Linked DNA regions of Cricetulus griseus: region 1 is linked to region 2. A link is a contact called in public Micro-C data. All regions are on one chromosome and are shown on one strand. Each heading gives the region's core, a stretch centred on a gene start, on an enhancer-like site or on the middle of the called end of the contact. The rest is flanking DNA. Distances are from core to core; before and after follow the strand shown.

Region 1 (7,296 bases), core at 1,386-3,885, 270 kb after region 2:
AACATGGTCATTTCTGAGACTTCTCAGCAGGTAAAGTGCTCACCGTGCAAGCACAGGGACCGAATTTGGTCTCCAGCACCTGTATAAAGGGCTGGACATAGGGGCATGAGCATGAAATCCCACAGCTGGGGAGACAGAGATGAGAGGGAAGGACATCAGTACAGAGCTGAGGACAGGGAGAGAAACGGCGGGACCTATTACACCACCACCATCAGAGGCCCACGCATGCTCAGGACGTGATTCTGTGGCTCGTGGGTTAGGTTCTAGCTGGATGAGGAATGTGGATATGGGAAGGTGATGAAGGAAATGGCTGTGATGCTGGCAAACTGAGTGCCCACTAAGCAGAGAAGGAGGCAGACACTAGAAACAATCAAGGCGCTGGCAAATGGTCACAGTGCAGATAAGAAAAAAGAGAGGGAGGGTGTGGGGCTGCAGTGATCAGTGTGCAGCCCCTGGAAGTAAAGAATAGAACAGCTCTGGCTTGTGCTTGCTAAGGACCCCCAGCTGCTGTGTGGAAACACCGCCCACTCAGGCAGGCCTTGCCATTAGACGAGGGTGGTAGGCTGGGCCACAGCAGTCACAGGGAAGCAGGGCAAAGCTTCAGGACTCAGAGACCAACAGTTGATAACCGGTATAGTGTGGGGTGAAACAGAGAAGAGTCCACGGGTATCAGTACCTACTGCATTTCAAAGCGAGTGTGATGCATTGGTGGAGGGGGTGGGGCTTCCTAAATCACTCTGCTGGTCAGAAGTGGGTGGAAGGTACCCCATGGGAAGCTGTCACTGCCCAGTGTGTAGGAAGAGCATCTGGTACAGCCATGCATATCAGCCCAAAAGCAAGAGTGAGGATCCCATCACAAGCTGAGCCCAGCCAGAGGGTAGAGTGGCCACATAGCTTGTACAAAGACATACATAAGACAGAAAATGCTAGAGCAGGGCTGTAACACTGGGGACTTAGGGAAAGGCAGAGGCTACAGCACACAGTAGGGAAGTAGAGGGCAGCACATGGCAGCTTCCTTGGTAAAAAGAACTTTTACAGTTTACCCAGCTGCACTTTGTGTCTGCAGGAAATTGGAGGACAATGTTCAGGATGGGAGATTAAGCCCACTGGAGCCAAGGGGGAGGGTGCCCTAGTTGCAGAGAGTAGTCCTAGCTCCAAGACTTCCACATACCTTTTGAGACTCATGTAGTTTTAGTCTGTACTGTGTTACTATAACAAAACAACTGAGGTTAACTACCTTATAAAGAAGAGTTTATTTGCATCACAGTTCTGGTAACTAGGAAACCCAAACAGCATCAGCATCAGTATCTGGGAAGGGCACATGGAAACATCGCAGCATGGATGCTTTATACCCCACTGCCGTGAGAACCGTTCTAGCTTCACAAGACCTGGGCCACTCCCAGCAGAGTTTATCCAGGAGAGTGGAGCGACCACAACCTTCCCTGAGGTCCCACCTGTTGCATGTTGCCCCACCTCAATGTACATTGAAGATCAAGCTTCCAGGGCACCTGTGACAGCTGATGCACTGAGAGATAAGGCAAAGCAGCTGGTGAGCCCAACTGATGTCTCAGGCAGACTACAGGGAGTTGGCAATGTCTGAGAAGGATTTGTTCACTGATACCTCTGTAGTGTCATCCCTGCCCAGTACCCATTTCCAGGGCATTCCATCCCACACATATTGTGCAACAGGGAAGGGGTGTGCCTACACCCCTTCAGACCCCAGAGATCCTTGCAAGGTGTGTGAGCTGCAGAGACAGTACGGAGAGGAGGGGGACTACAACAAGAGGAAAACTGAAGGAGTGCTGGCGCACCATTCCAGGAAGAAGTGGCATAGTCCTCACTTGCCGCTGTGGTCCTCATCTGGGACCATAACAGGAAATATCTCCCAAGACCTGATGCCCCTGGAATTTGCAACCTGCAGCAGGATGCCTGGATTTTCTAAGCAATATTTCTGCACACCGTGGTCAGAAAGAGTGAGAACCAGTTGTGGTGGAGGCTGGGGGACCACCCATCTCCCTTGGACTTTCAGTTTGCACAGGCCCACTCCTGAGTGCCTGCCTGCTTACACAGGCTTACTCATCCTTGTAGTCCATCCATAAAGTAGGCAGAAAGTGGGAAAAATTAAAAGCTAAAGAAAGCAGCTGGAGAGTGATGGGAATGAGAGGTAGATACCCACATCCCTCCCCACTGGGGGTTGGGGGGGCAGAGAGCCCCTTTGGGGTTAAGCCTCAGTTTCCTGAATTAGCAACTGACTTACTGGCATCCCTTCCCCTTGTGTCAGCACCTACGCAAGGTGTTTCCCTCCTGGGCTTAAGACTTGCACTTGAACCCTGTCCCAGAGCTTGTTTCTGAGGGAACTCAAAGTCAGACCTCAAGGGAGGCAGAGGGCAACTGCTGGGACTGGAAGGCAGCCTTTGAATCCCAGCCCCTTCGTGTGTGAGGAATTCCCTGTTCCAGGAAGACTCTGGACAAGTCAGTTGTGCATAAATTAAAGTATCAGTGTTTGCAGTGAGACTGGGGCAGTACTAAAACATGTCATGTTGTCCACAAATCTGAATAAAGCTCAGGCTGGCAACAACCGCTGGGAAGCATAGCCCACTGATGTGTCATCCACAGTGAAATGGAAAAGACTGTAGTCTGAGTCAGAGTGTTATTTCCAGCATTTGGCCTGACATTGCAGTCGTTGAGGGGTGCTGTTCTTGAGGGCTATCTTCCTGCAGGGTAAGGTCCTTCTGGCATTTTCCAGGGGCTGCCTAACTCTTCTCTCAGGGGAAATCAGCCTTACTAAGCCCCAGTGCCCACAAACCCACTGCATTTAGTTACTGTTTCTGACCAGTCTCTAGATATAGATGGCAGGTTCCTTTCCCTGGCCTGTGGTGTCCTCTCTGAAAAGCCACTGAAAAAGGTGGTTAAGGGGGATAAGTAGATACCAGGGGCAGGTGAGTGGGTGGGTTGGTTGGTTGACTTGCTTGCTGTCCTGGGGATTGAACCCAGGGTCTCTCAAGTGTTGCATGAGTTCTCTAGCACTGATATATACTCCCAGCCCAACATGTTTGGGTTAAAATTCTGCTAAGCACTGAAATCTATGCATCTGCATGAAATCCCATGCAGAGGAGCATTACCGTCTCCATTCACAGAAAAAGAAGTGAGACTCTCAGTGGCCTGCTGTGTAGCCTGCCGAGGACCCCATGAGCAAGATGCAAAAAGCTGGGCTGTGTGGTGGGTGCTGCCCTCCCTCCTTCCATCTTCTCTCAGCATCAGAAACTGTTTCCCCACATGGCTAGTTAGGTGATATGGCAGGTGGTTGATGAGTAGAGCATAATGCCTCTACCCCTGGGGAGAGGGGCACATTGTCCTTCTGTGTCTAGAAGGAAGCATCTGGCCCCAGCTTCTTCTGAGGACCAGGCAGGTGAGAAAGTGGCCTCTGGACTGTACCTTTGTACTCAGTCCCCTTTCCCTCAGAGTGGCTTCCTTAGGGTCCATGCTAGGATCCTAGGGAAGAGGTTTGTGGGAAGCAGGGTCTTAGCACCCATCCCTACCTGCCTGGTGTTCTAGCCCTCATCCAAAGCCATGCCAGAAGCATTTCCTCACCCCTTGCCCTGTGACAGGCCTGCAGTTTTACAGTCATGGGTAGTGCGATCTTGAAGCTTAATTCTGAGCTGTATCTTCGACCAGCTTCAAAATACCCATGGCTCCTAACTACCCCCAAAGTGAAAGCTGGGCTTTCATTCAAGGCGCTCCATCATGGAGCCTAGGTGAGGTGTCGTGAGTTCATTCTACAGCCACTGGCTCCATGCCTGTCCTGTCCTGGCTGAGTCTGGGATGGTTGGGAGGTGTCCCTGAGCCTGCGCTCAACCCTGTGCTTCAGTGGTAGTCACACTGTCCACCTAGAGCCAGCACCACGTTTCATGACTCCTGCACAATACCCAGCACTGGGCAAACTTTGGTCACCCCTTAATTCTGGGCGTCTTTCTCTTTGTGCTTAGGCTGTAGCGTACACTGCCAGAGAGAGTGCCATAAAACACTGTACAAAAAATTGCAAACGAACTCATTTTGTTTAAAAAAAAAGTTGTCAAAATATTTTTACATGGAACTGGTAGCAGAATTGTGCTTCCACATCAACACCATAAAGAACAAGACACGCTGGTGTCTTCTAGAGGGTGCCCTCTGAGGAGAGAGGGGAGCACAAAGAGACCTCCACACGGAGCGCAGTCCATAGCGAAGACTGGGGCTGGTGAAACTGCAGCTGCTCATGGTTTGGTCTCTCACTCTGGTCAGGATTTGTTGCCTTTGCCCAAATAGTTATCAGGTCTGACTCAGAAGACAGGAAGATGATTCTTTTTTTTTTTTTTTTTTTTTTTTTTTTTTTTTTTTTTTTTTTTTTTTTGTCTGCCATCTGTGTTCACAGAAAGACCCCTTGAGAGCTCCTACCAGTGGCTAAGCTTTCTAAGGTAGGCAGCTGTCAATCTCCCTACTATCCACACCCTTAACTACCCGGGTCTCTGTCCCCCGCAGGCTCTCTGTTTCCGCAGCTGAAGCCATCAGAGGGCGTCTTCAAGGTCATCTTCTGGCTGGGCTACTTCAACAGCTGTGTGAACCCGCTCATCTACCCCTGCTCCAGCCGCGAGTTCAAGCGCGCCTTCCTGCGCCTCCTCCGCTGCCAATGCCGCCGACGCCGCCGACGCCTGTGGCGCGTCTATGGCCACCACTGGCGAGCCTCGACCGGCGATCAGCGCCCCGACTGTGCCCCCAGCCCGCTCGTCGCGCCCCCGGGAGCCCCCCTTGCCCTCACTGCACACCCGGGCCCAGGCTCTGCAGGCACGTCCGAGGCACAGGCAACGGTCTCCGGCCGTCGAAAGCCCGCCTCCGCCCTCCGGGAGTGGAAGCTGCTCGGGCCGCTGCAGAGACCCACAACCCAGCTGCGAGCGAAGGTGTCCAGCCTGTCCCACAAGATCCGCTCTGGGGGCGCACGGCGCGCGGAGGCTGCCTGCGCCCTGCGCTCGGAGGTGGAGGCGGTGTCTCTAAGCGTTCCCCAAGAAGTGGCAGAGGCTGTCATCTGCCCTGCCTATGAGCCAGCCGACTACAGCAATCTCCGGGAGACTGACATTTAGAGACCGAGCCCCAGGTTGGGGGATGTGCTGGGGCCAGGGATGGGGTGCATTTTGGGATGCTGCCTTTGGATCCAGGACTCTAACCAAGCGGCTGCCCCGTCTCACTCTAGAGCAGCAGCAACTGGACCTGGGGTCGGAGCGCTTCGTAGGTGGTGGGGTTATGGCGCCCCCTGCTGGACATAGGTGTCCAGAGCTCTTCGTGGACGGGAAAAGACTACAGAATTCACCGTTCTCATCCAGTCTGAGAAACTGCTTAGTCAGCTGGTCCTGAGGTCTGGGCCGAAGATTTTAGGTATGGCCACTCGCCTTGGGGAGGAAGAGGTACAGATTCTTGTTTTGCTGCTCCTAGGGTAAAGATCAGTGGGCAGTTTCTACTCCTCTTGCCACCTGAAGAAATCGGTAGACCTACCTACCATAGGACCTGCGATACTGCAAGCGTCGGTGGCGTATTGAATGCCCGCCATACAAATCTGTTGTTTTTCACCCTAGGCCCACTGCCTCCTCCCCACATTCCTAACGTGTATGCACCCTTCACCCGGCCCCGCCCTCACTATTCCTCCCAGGGGCCTTACTGTTTACACTCTGTACATAATTCATTGTGCCTGTCTGTGCCCATCACTTCTCACTGGGATTCCAGGCTGCCGACAGGGGAGAGCCAGCCTTATTTATCATTTTGAAACCTATTTATTGGTAAGAGTACTTCTATTTTGTTCAGACTTGCTAACTGTCCATCTTTGGCCTGTAATTCATATAGAGCCCCACCCCCCTTTTCTGAATTCCTTAGACGACAGGATAGGCTATGTTCACCTTGCTAGTTTTGTCATAACTGATAGTTGCTGCCCTTTGGGGCTTTTTTGTTTTGTTTTGGTTTGGTTTGGTTTGGGGTTTTTTTTGGTCGGGGAGGGGGGACAGGTCAGAAACATATTTGGGAGTTGGTTCTCTCCTTCATGGATGTCACTGTCCTTTGGATCTGTTAGCAAGGCTAAAGGACTTTGGAGCTTTGTTGGCTTTTAAAAGTCACAAAAGCACAAACTTTTTTTTTGTCAGCCTCCCTAGATGCATCTGTGATGCTCTGAGGGCCTCAGGGAACATGTTGACTACCAATGCAACTGGGAAAACATTACATGAAAGGATATATTCACCCAAGCTGACGAGTTTGTTGAGAAAGCCCACCCCTGGGAGTCATATTCCTTAGCCCTGAGTAAAGGCATACATCCCATGATCGTGAGCAATTCCGTCTCTAAAGCAAAATACCAACCACATTTATCCAGCCTGCATGGGTATGATAACTAACCTATGGGCCCTTAGAAGGACAGCTATCTAGACAATGCCCTGAAACTGGCGCCAACATGGATAGGTGGTGTGAACCCAAAGTGTCTATCCTCTACTAAGGGAACAGCCTACCTGGAGTATCATCACAATTCCAAGCCTTCCTTGGTAATTTTACAAGGTTAGAGAGAAATGGTAGCAGGGCTTAGAAGAGTGTGTTTTTCAAAGTGAGCTGAGATCTGGGTTTGCAGAACTGGCCTTTCCTAAGCACCCAGATACAGAGAAGTTATAGCAGGTACTGGAAATATGTTACATACACCAAAGAAGAGCCCATTTGTATCTACCCACCTCCTTAAAACTAGGGGACAGGCTCTGCTATCTTCTCACAGAGTTGAGATCCATGGGTCAAGTCAGAAGTCAGTGAGTGGGTAGTTCCCCCAGTGTCAAGTAATTGAGCTTTGGCCTCTTGGGTAGGAGTGAGCCAGGTTTGCTTCAAAAGCTAACTTAGGTTTGGGGGACCCACCCAGTGGGAGTGGAGGTGATAGGATTGACAACCTACTCAGTGTTTGTGCCAAGTGTGATAATCATCTCAGGGCTGGACCCTATCCCCTGGGTACACCGCTGCTCCCCACACCAGGAATGGAGTTTAAGTGAGGCGGGGAAGGCTTCAGAGCCTAGAGAGGTCATCTCCAGTAGAGGCCTCCAGTGATCTTGTTCTCATAGCTGATAAAGCCCTACTGCTCATCTCACTCCTGGGATATGACAGGATCACGGCCAAGAGGATGGATGGAATAGTGACGGACTGGGGGAATATTGCAAGCGACGTGAGCAAACTCTGGGAGGATGTACCATTCCTTGGGTCCTTGGGTGCTTCAGCCCCTCAGCCCATCCTACAAATTTGACTAGAGACTGTGAA
Region 2 (7,054 bases), core at 2,694-5,193:
TAGTAAGTGCTAGGATTAAAGACGTGTGCCACCATTGCCTGGCCGGAAAATTAGAAACGAAGAGGTAAATCACTAACGTTCTAGAAGAAAGGTACAATTATGAACTCAGATAAAGGGAAAAATAGTGGAAACGAGACAGTAAGGTGACAGGACAAATAATTAATAGGAACAAAAGCTTCCATATAGCACGCAGGTAGACGACAGAGGACGAAACGTCCCTTTGCCACATCAGCTACGAAAGAAAAGCTTTGGACTTAAATTTAATGTGAAAGAGCTAAAGTAGCAGCACTTCAAACCACTTCTGGAGATACAGAGATTTAGACAAATGGAAATGCAGACTGTGCTCTCAGATGGAAAAACTGAGAGTCATAAACACAACAAAGTAAAATACAAAATGCAAGGCGGCTATAATACAATTGCCCATGGGGTTTGTGGGGGAGAGAACCAGACTTATTGCTTCTAAGGTTTATGTAAAACTAAACATTCCACGCTAGACTCATTACTAATAATTATGTATCATATATTTCAAAGTTACCGAGAGAATAAATTTCAAATATTTTTTCCCTGAAAGAACAAGCATGTGCAGTGATGGGTATATTAAGTAGATTTGATCATCCTACAGTGTATACATGGTAGCTCATGCCTACAATGCTAGCTTTTGGAGGCTGGAGCAGGAAGATCATGAGTTCAAGGCCAGCCCAGGCAACATAGACAGACTGTTTTAAAAACGAAAACAAAAATCACATTGCACCCCACAAATATACTCAATTATTATCGGTCAATTAAAAAAGAATAGCTAGGAAACTTCTGCTAAAAGGAATAGTGAGATATATATATATATTTTTTCAGACAGGGTTTCTCTGTGTAGCTTCAGAACCTGTCCTGGAACTCGCTTTGTAGACCAGGCTGGCCTTGAACTCAGAGATCTGCCTGCTTCTGCCTCCCGAGTGCTGGGATTAAAGGCATGAACCACTGTTGTGATAGAGGGAAAGGGGGAACCTTGGTGGATCCCAAGGCAGGCTAGGGTGACCGAGGCGGGGGACAAACATGCCTGGCAGACAGAACTTAGTGAGAAGTTTTACTAGAAAGGGAAAGGGGAGGGGAAAGGTAAATAGACACCTAGACACTGAGACAGAGAGAGGACAGAAGAGGGGAGGGAGAGAGGAAAAGTCCTGTGGGCCGAGGGGAACAGCGGGAAAGAGACGGTAATTGGGCAGGGGCCTTTCTTTTAAAGGGGTCCTTTGTACCGGTGTGTAGACTACACAACCATGGAACCCTGGGCTGACCAGGGTTCTGCCTGTCTGCATCCTGCCAGGTGACAGGGGCAGGCCAGCATGCCGCCTGAATCCTTACAGCCACCACCTCCTGACTTGACAAAGGGTAATTCTACAAAATACTAAAAAATATCATGAAATTATAAGGATTTTAAAGCAGATTAGACAGATCAATGAAAGGTATTTGAAAGGGGAGTCAAGAAGCAGGCTGATGCACATAGATTTTATTATTACTATATTATATTTTTCTATAATATTATTATTTCATTTTAAGCATGTGAGTGTTTGCCTGCATGTGTATCTATGCACCTTGGGCATGCCTGATGCATGTGGAGGCCAGAGAAGGGCACCAGAGCCCTTGGAACTGGAGTTACAGATGGTTGTTAACAACTGTGTGGGTGCTGGGAACTGAACCTGGGTCCTCTGCAAACAGTCCATTCTCTTAACCGTTGAGCAACCTCTCCAGCCCTGATTTTTCTTATGTTTTAGAGATGAACTTTTGAATCACTGGGGAAAATGAAACCAAAAGAATAATGGGATCTGGGAGATTCGTGCAAATGCAGCTGTACCCTTTATTTTCCACCAACATACATTCTAGGTTCAGAGTTGGGAGTCTAAATGGTCACCCTGTAAATATCCTAGAAGCAAGAGATAATTCTTTCTTAACCTCAAAGGGATGAGGTTTTACAAAGTATGACATGAAAACGGGGTGGGGTGGGGGAGCCTGACATGCTGGTCACAGGCATGTATTCTTTTAATCCTGACACTTGGGAGGCTGAGGCAGAAAAGTTATCGAGTTTGAGGTCAGCTTGAGCTACAGAGAAAGACTTATCTAAAAAATTCCAACCACCAACAATAAATGAGGGAAAAGATGGGGAAATGAAAGTGTGGGCAAAATCTAGAAGAAGACCACGATTTAGAGTGTTCCAGTCTCATATTGTGCAAGGCCGGAAGCATTGAGGACCATCTGAACCTCTCTTACAACAAGAGAGTCAAGAGACATGAACTAAACTTTAATGAAAACCCGAGATAATGAGAGTCTGTTGTCCAGAGCACATAAAAGCCATGAAGGATGGAATATTGACAGAGAGGGCACGATAGAGGGCAAAGGTCAGCGTAGCACTGACTAACACACTTGCCTTTGAGAACTGCAATAAGATGGATTACAGTACTGGAACACTGGGTAGTCAGAATAATGAGCTGACAGAGGATGCTCCAGAGAGTGTCAGAAACGACTGAGCCTTAATTATCACATTCTGCTGTCCATCAGAAATGAGGTACCAAGGCCTTTACTTGCTGGCTGAACTGGCAACACGAGGGCAGTGCAACTCTATGGGTCTGTCTTGCAGAGAGTGTCAGCCTGGAGGACAGAAGTTAAGGGTGAGAGGTGAAGTGAGTGGGACTGGGTAGGGCATGTGCACACTCTCCCTCCCCCTTTCTCTCTGGCAGGTCTTGTCCTATAGTCCAAGCTGGCCTTAAACTCAAGATTCTATTGCCTCAGCATCCCAAGTGCTGGGATTAGGTGTGCAGCACCACAGCAAGGTCTCTTGCCTTTCTTGAAGTTTGTTGTTTTAGTGGATGGGGCTCCTTTTTTTGCTTGTTGAATAATGTATCTGTTTTTGAGGATCAATTAATCTCTTTAAAAATCTCTTGAGATTATAGTGTAATTATACCATTTCCCCCTTTGCTCCCTCCAAAACCTTCCATAGAGCACACTCTTCCCTCCCCATTGCTCTTTTTTAAATTCATAGTCTCTGTCGTGGTTTGAATGTAATTGGCCCCCATAAACTCATAGTGAGTGGCACTACTGGGAGGTGTAGCTTTATTGGAGTATGTGTGTCCCTGTTGGAGGAATTGTGTCACTATAGGGGTGGGCTTTGAGGTTTCCTATGCTGAAGATACTACCCAGTGTCTCAATTGACTTCCTGTTGCCTCTGGATCAAGATGTAGAATTCCCAGTTCTTTCTCCAGCACTGTATCTGCCTGCAGGCTGCCATTTCCCACCATGATGACAATGGACTGAATCTCTGAACTGTAAGCCTCCCAATTAAATGTCTTCTTTATAAGAGCTGCCAAACAAACATGCTCTATAACAGACCACATACTGAGATACAGAAAAAAAATTCAACATATTCCAAATAATTACTTTGCAGATCACATTTTTATCACAATAAATTAAAATTAGGAGGAACCTGTGGGCTATCAAGGAAAACATAATTAAAAACCTGATGAGTTTAGAGCCGATGCTGGTTTTATTTATTAAAACATGTGAAAAAAGTGGTCCTTACCAAAAAACCTCATAATTTTAACATGGACTTCTTAGGAAAACAGGGAGAAGGAAAATAAATCAAGTCACCTGCTGGAAAGGGAAATCCAGAGTAACCTACGAGAGTGGGGAAAACAGCTTGATTAACTGAAAACTGTTGCCTAAAAATAATGTTTTCATTATCATCACCTGTCAAATGAAGGTAAATGGTCATGAAGCCCAACCTTCTTTATGAAGGTAGAGTGTGAACCTGATAACAAGGAAACAATCACAACACACTGTGGCTTAATTCAAAATTATTCATATACACATAACATACGACGATATCCCAGGAACACTGTCAAGGGTAAAGCATTCTAACTCACGCAGTCCCCACCCACTGGAAGGTAATGGAAGTGAATCATGATATATTCACACGACATGTGTCAAGCAGTAATAAAGATGAGTAGGTTATAGCCTCACACGTCCTCACAGAGGAATCTTGCAAACACAAGCCAAAAGCCAAGTTGCAGAGACTTTGATATGTGTTCACTCCCTTAAAACAAACATGCACAAGACGATACTTGAGGGATACATGCATTCACGGTGAACGTATACACAAACACAAACACATGGAAATGATAAGTAATAGATTTGAGATGATGGACAACCCTGAGGAACAGGGGGTGGATACAGGATCCTGGAGTCACTGGAGCACAATTGTGTGCATGGGTCAAGGTATTGCATTTCAACTTTGATGATGGATGTGTGAGGGTGCAGCACACTAATATACACACTTTTCTGTGGTTTTAATGATGACACGTGGCCTCTGTGACATTTGCTGTATGTTATTAGAGACTAAAACACACAACACAAATCTCCTTTAAAAGGCTTGCAGGTCTAAAATCTACCCTTGATGCTCAGGAACCTTGCTCTCGGCTGACTCTTGGACTTGAAGCTGTGTAGTGAGACTGATGGCTGTCCCTGGCATGTATAATGAGGAAGGTTTAGCTCTTCCATTTGTGTGGACTACTTACTTGGTAAATGGAAAAATTGGCTGGCTCTCTGATGAAACCATATGCAAAGGTGTTACTGGGAGAAGTTTTGTCTGAGGAATATTTTGTTAGGTGAAGCAAAATATCACTCCTTGTATCCATTTCCGCTTCTCTTCCTGGAGATTCAACCCATACCATGTTGGTAGAAGTAACTATATTCAGCCTGTGTTTATATTACATTGAATTTACAAAACCTCTGTTTGAATAGCATCCATTTAAGGCATTATATGTAAACAAAGTAGATTTTGATCTGTGTCAGAGCTGAGTTCAGAAGAAGCTGCATAAAGATGGGACATTGATAAAGTTAGAACCTTCCCCCACGGACTTACGTTATGATTTTAGATGCTTTAGTTTCCCACTGAAAGCCTTCAGTGAATGGTGAAAAGAGTCAATAACATTCTAGCTGTAAAAATCTCTAGAAATGCCTAATGAGAGCTTTTCAACTGCTTAACGCTCATTTTCTAATGGAATCTTTCTTAATGTGTGTATTTATAGCTCCTATTCACCAAGACCCAGCCACCAAACCTTTCCATGTACACATAATTATTCATCTAATTACTGTCACACAGTGTTGTTATCAGCTGGGCTTTGCTGTGATATACATGGTGAAGAGCATGTAAAAACAGGGTGATTGGTCAAGCTTTTTTTAGAGTGGTTATGCAAGTCCAGGGGATGGGCAGAAGATGGTGTGACTTCTCCTTTGCCATAGAAATGCCTTGCTTCTGTTTGGTGGTGCATTTGGAGACTTCCCTCTGCCAATCTCTAACCTTTGTAATGATGGCTTATGTCCAGTATTTCAGGAAAAGAAATGGTGGGAACATTTCAGCCAAAGAAATGTTCCTGTCAATTAGGGCCACTGGAAAACAGACCTCTGCATGGCAGGGGCAAGAGAGTGGTGAATCTAGGCAAGGGATGAGTATCAGGCTTAAAGAGATGGCAAGATGCTCTCTGTTCAGGGATAGGCCTCAGGAAGGAGGATTGGTTCAGAGTAGAAACTTGTGACAAGGCGTTCAAACACCTTATATAACCAAATAATAGCATTAATGATGTTCATGGCATCTCAGACATACTCCCAAGTGTTCAGTCTTTTGTCTTGGGCTGGACTTCCCTTCCAAGCTCCCCCAACTACTTGCCACTGCTTAAATCCAGGGTGTTGTGAGGGTTCATTATATGCCAACTTGACGGGGTGGCAGGGGTGGGGGATGCAGACATTTGGTCTCACATTATTCTAGGGGTTTCTGTGGTGGTGCCTGGATGAGATTAACATTTAAATTGATAGATCAAATAAATCAAATCTCCCTCCCTAATTCGGGTGGACCCCAATCGAATTAGTGAAGTCGTAAATAGAACTTTGAAAGGGGCTGAGGTAAGACGAAAACCCTACTGATGGTAACCTTCAAGATGGGGCATTCACGAGCTTTTCTTGCCTTTGGACTTCATTGGAAACATTGGTTCTTCTGAGTGAGCCTCCTGTCGTTTGGGATGGGAACTGCACCTTTGGCTCTCCTGATCTTTAGCTTGTATTGGAAAAAACATGTGATTTCTTCCTGTAACAGATACAGAGAAAAGGAATCAGTTACACTCCACAAGGCAGAATTCAAGAGTGGGAAAAAAAGAAAAAGAAAGAGGAGCTCAGTGCTGGGAACAAGAACAGATAGATGCTTGGAAAGAAGAGGACACATGTAGAACTCAGTCGAATTGGCTAGGCTGTTCTGCAGTGTGGACCGCAGAGGGATTGCGGTAGGGACGACCTCTGTGGATAGCTTTCTGCTCTGTTGCGGGCAGCTGCCTCCTGCAGAGTGAAGCAAAGACCAGTCCAGGACGCTCGCGTTTCGCAGAGGATCACCAGGTGCCGCCGTTAGGGGGCGCGCCAACCACGGGTACCAACTGCATAGTGCAAAATGTTCCCGAAGTCCCGGAACTTCCCTCCAGCTTGTCAGGGGCAGGAGGGAGGCGGTCCTCCAGACTGTGTCAGCTCAGCTGGTTTACAACCCACTCCTACCTTATGTTGCCCTTCCTGCCTAAATGGAGGTGTGATGGTGGGATTTAGATCGCGTGGAAGCTTAGGACAGGACGCACTTTCCCCTGTCTTACTCCTGGCCTCCAGGTTCCAGTGCAAAACCTGTCTGAGCGACTGGCCTTGTTGGATCCCTGAGAACTCGCAAATACAGATGAGTATAAAATCCTTGGTGTGGGATATACCCTTCCCGCAAGCCCACCCCGACAGCGGCTCCTCTGCAGAAAGGGCCACCCCAGCAGAACTTTAGAGTTCACAGGCACACAAGAAAGGCAATTACAGAATCCCTAGAGCCATATCCCCACTTATATTCGAGCCAGAGTTGGCTACAGGAGTCTATGTAATGTTGAGTGGTGAACGGAGCCTTGAAACTAACTGCACAGGTTGGTGAGGAAAAGGTGGGGACAACTAATGTCCCACCGGACACTTCCTGGGCTCTGGAATGAGTGTTACACTCCTATGG

The links. A called contact is a pair of places that touch in the nucleus more often than the background predicts.
Region 1: a contact with region 2 is called in a Micro-C map of the CHO-K1 cell line, with 10 times the contacts expected there. The contact joins two enhancer-like sites. A contact is called at or near these places in 7 of 8 Hi-C or Micro-C datasets (the CHK-Q cell line, the CHL-YN cell line, the CHO-K1 cell line and 2 more).

What each region holds. Positions count from the first base shown.
Region 1 is chr6:47,044,321-47,051,616 of CriGri-PICRH-1.0, forward strand. It overlaps Adra1d (alpha-1D adrenergic receptor), which reads left to right. Exons shown (of 2, transcript XM_027421732.2): 2 at 4,516-6,343. The coding sequence ends at 5,111. Among named protein-coding and RNA genes, the nearest start is that of Adra1d, 16 kb to the left of the region's middle. Within about 2 kb of position 2,636, at least 2 of the 6 cell types and tissues checked have open chromatin away from gene starts, as enhancers often do. A contact at or near this core is called in the CHO-K1 cell line and fibroblasts, where this site is marked.
Region 2 is chr6:46,772,743-46,779,796 of CriGri-PICRH-1.0, forward strand. No RefSeq gene overlaps it. Among named protein-coding and RNA genes, the nearest start is that of Prnp, 97 kb to the left of the region's middle. Within about 2 kb of position 3,944, at least 2 of the 6 cell types and tissues checked have open chromatin away from gene starts, as enhancers often do. A contact at or near this core is called in the CHO-K1 cell line and fibroblasts, where this site is marked.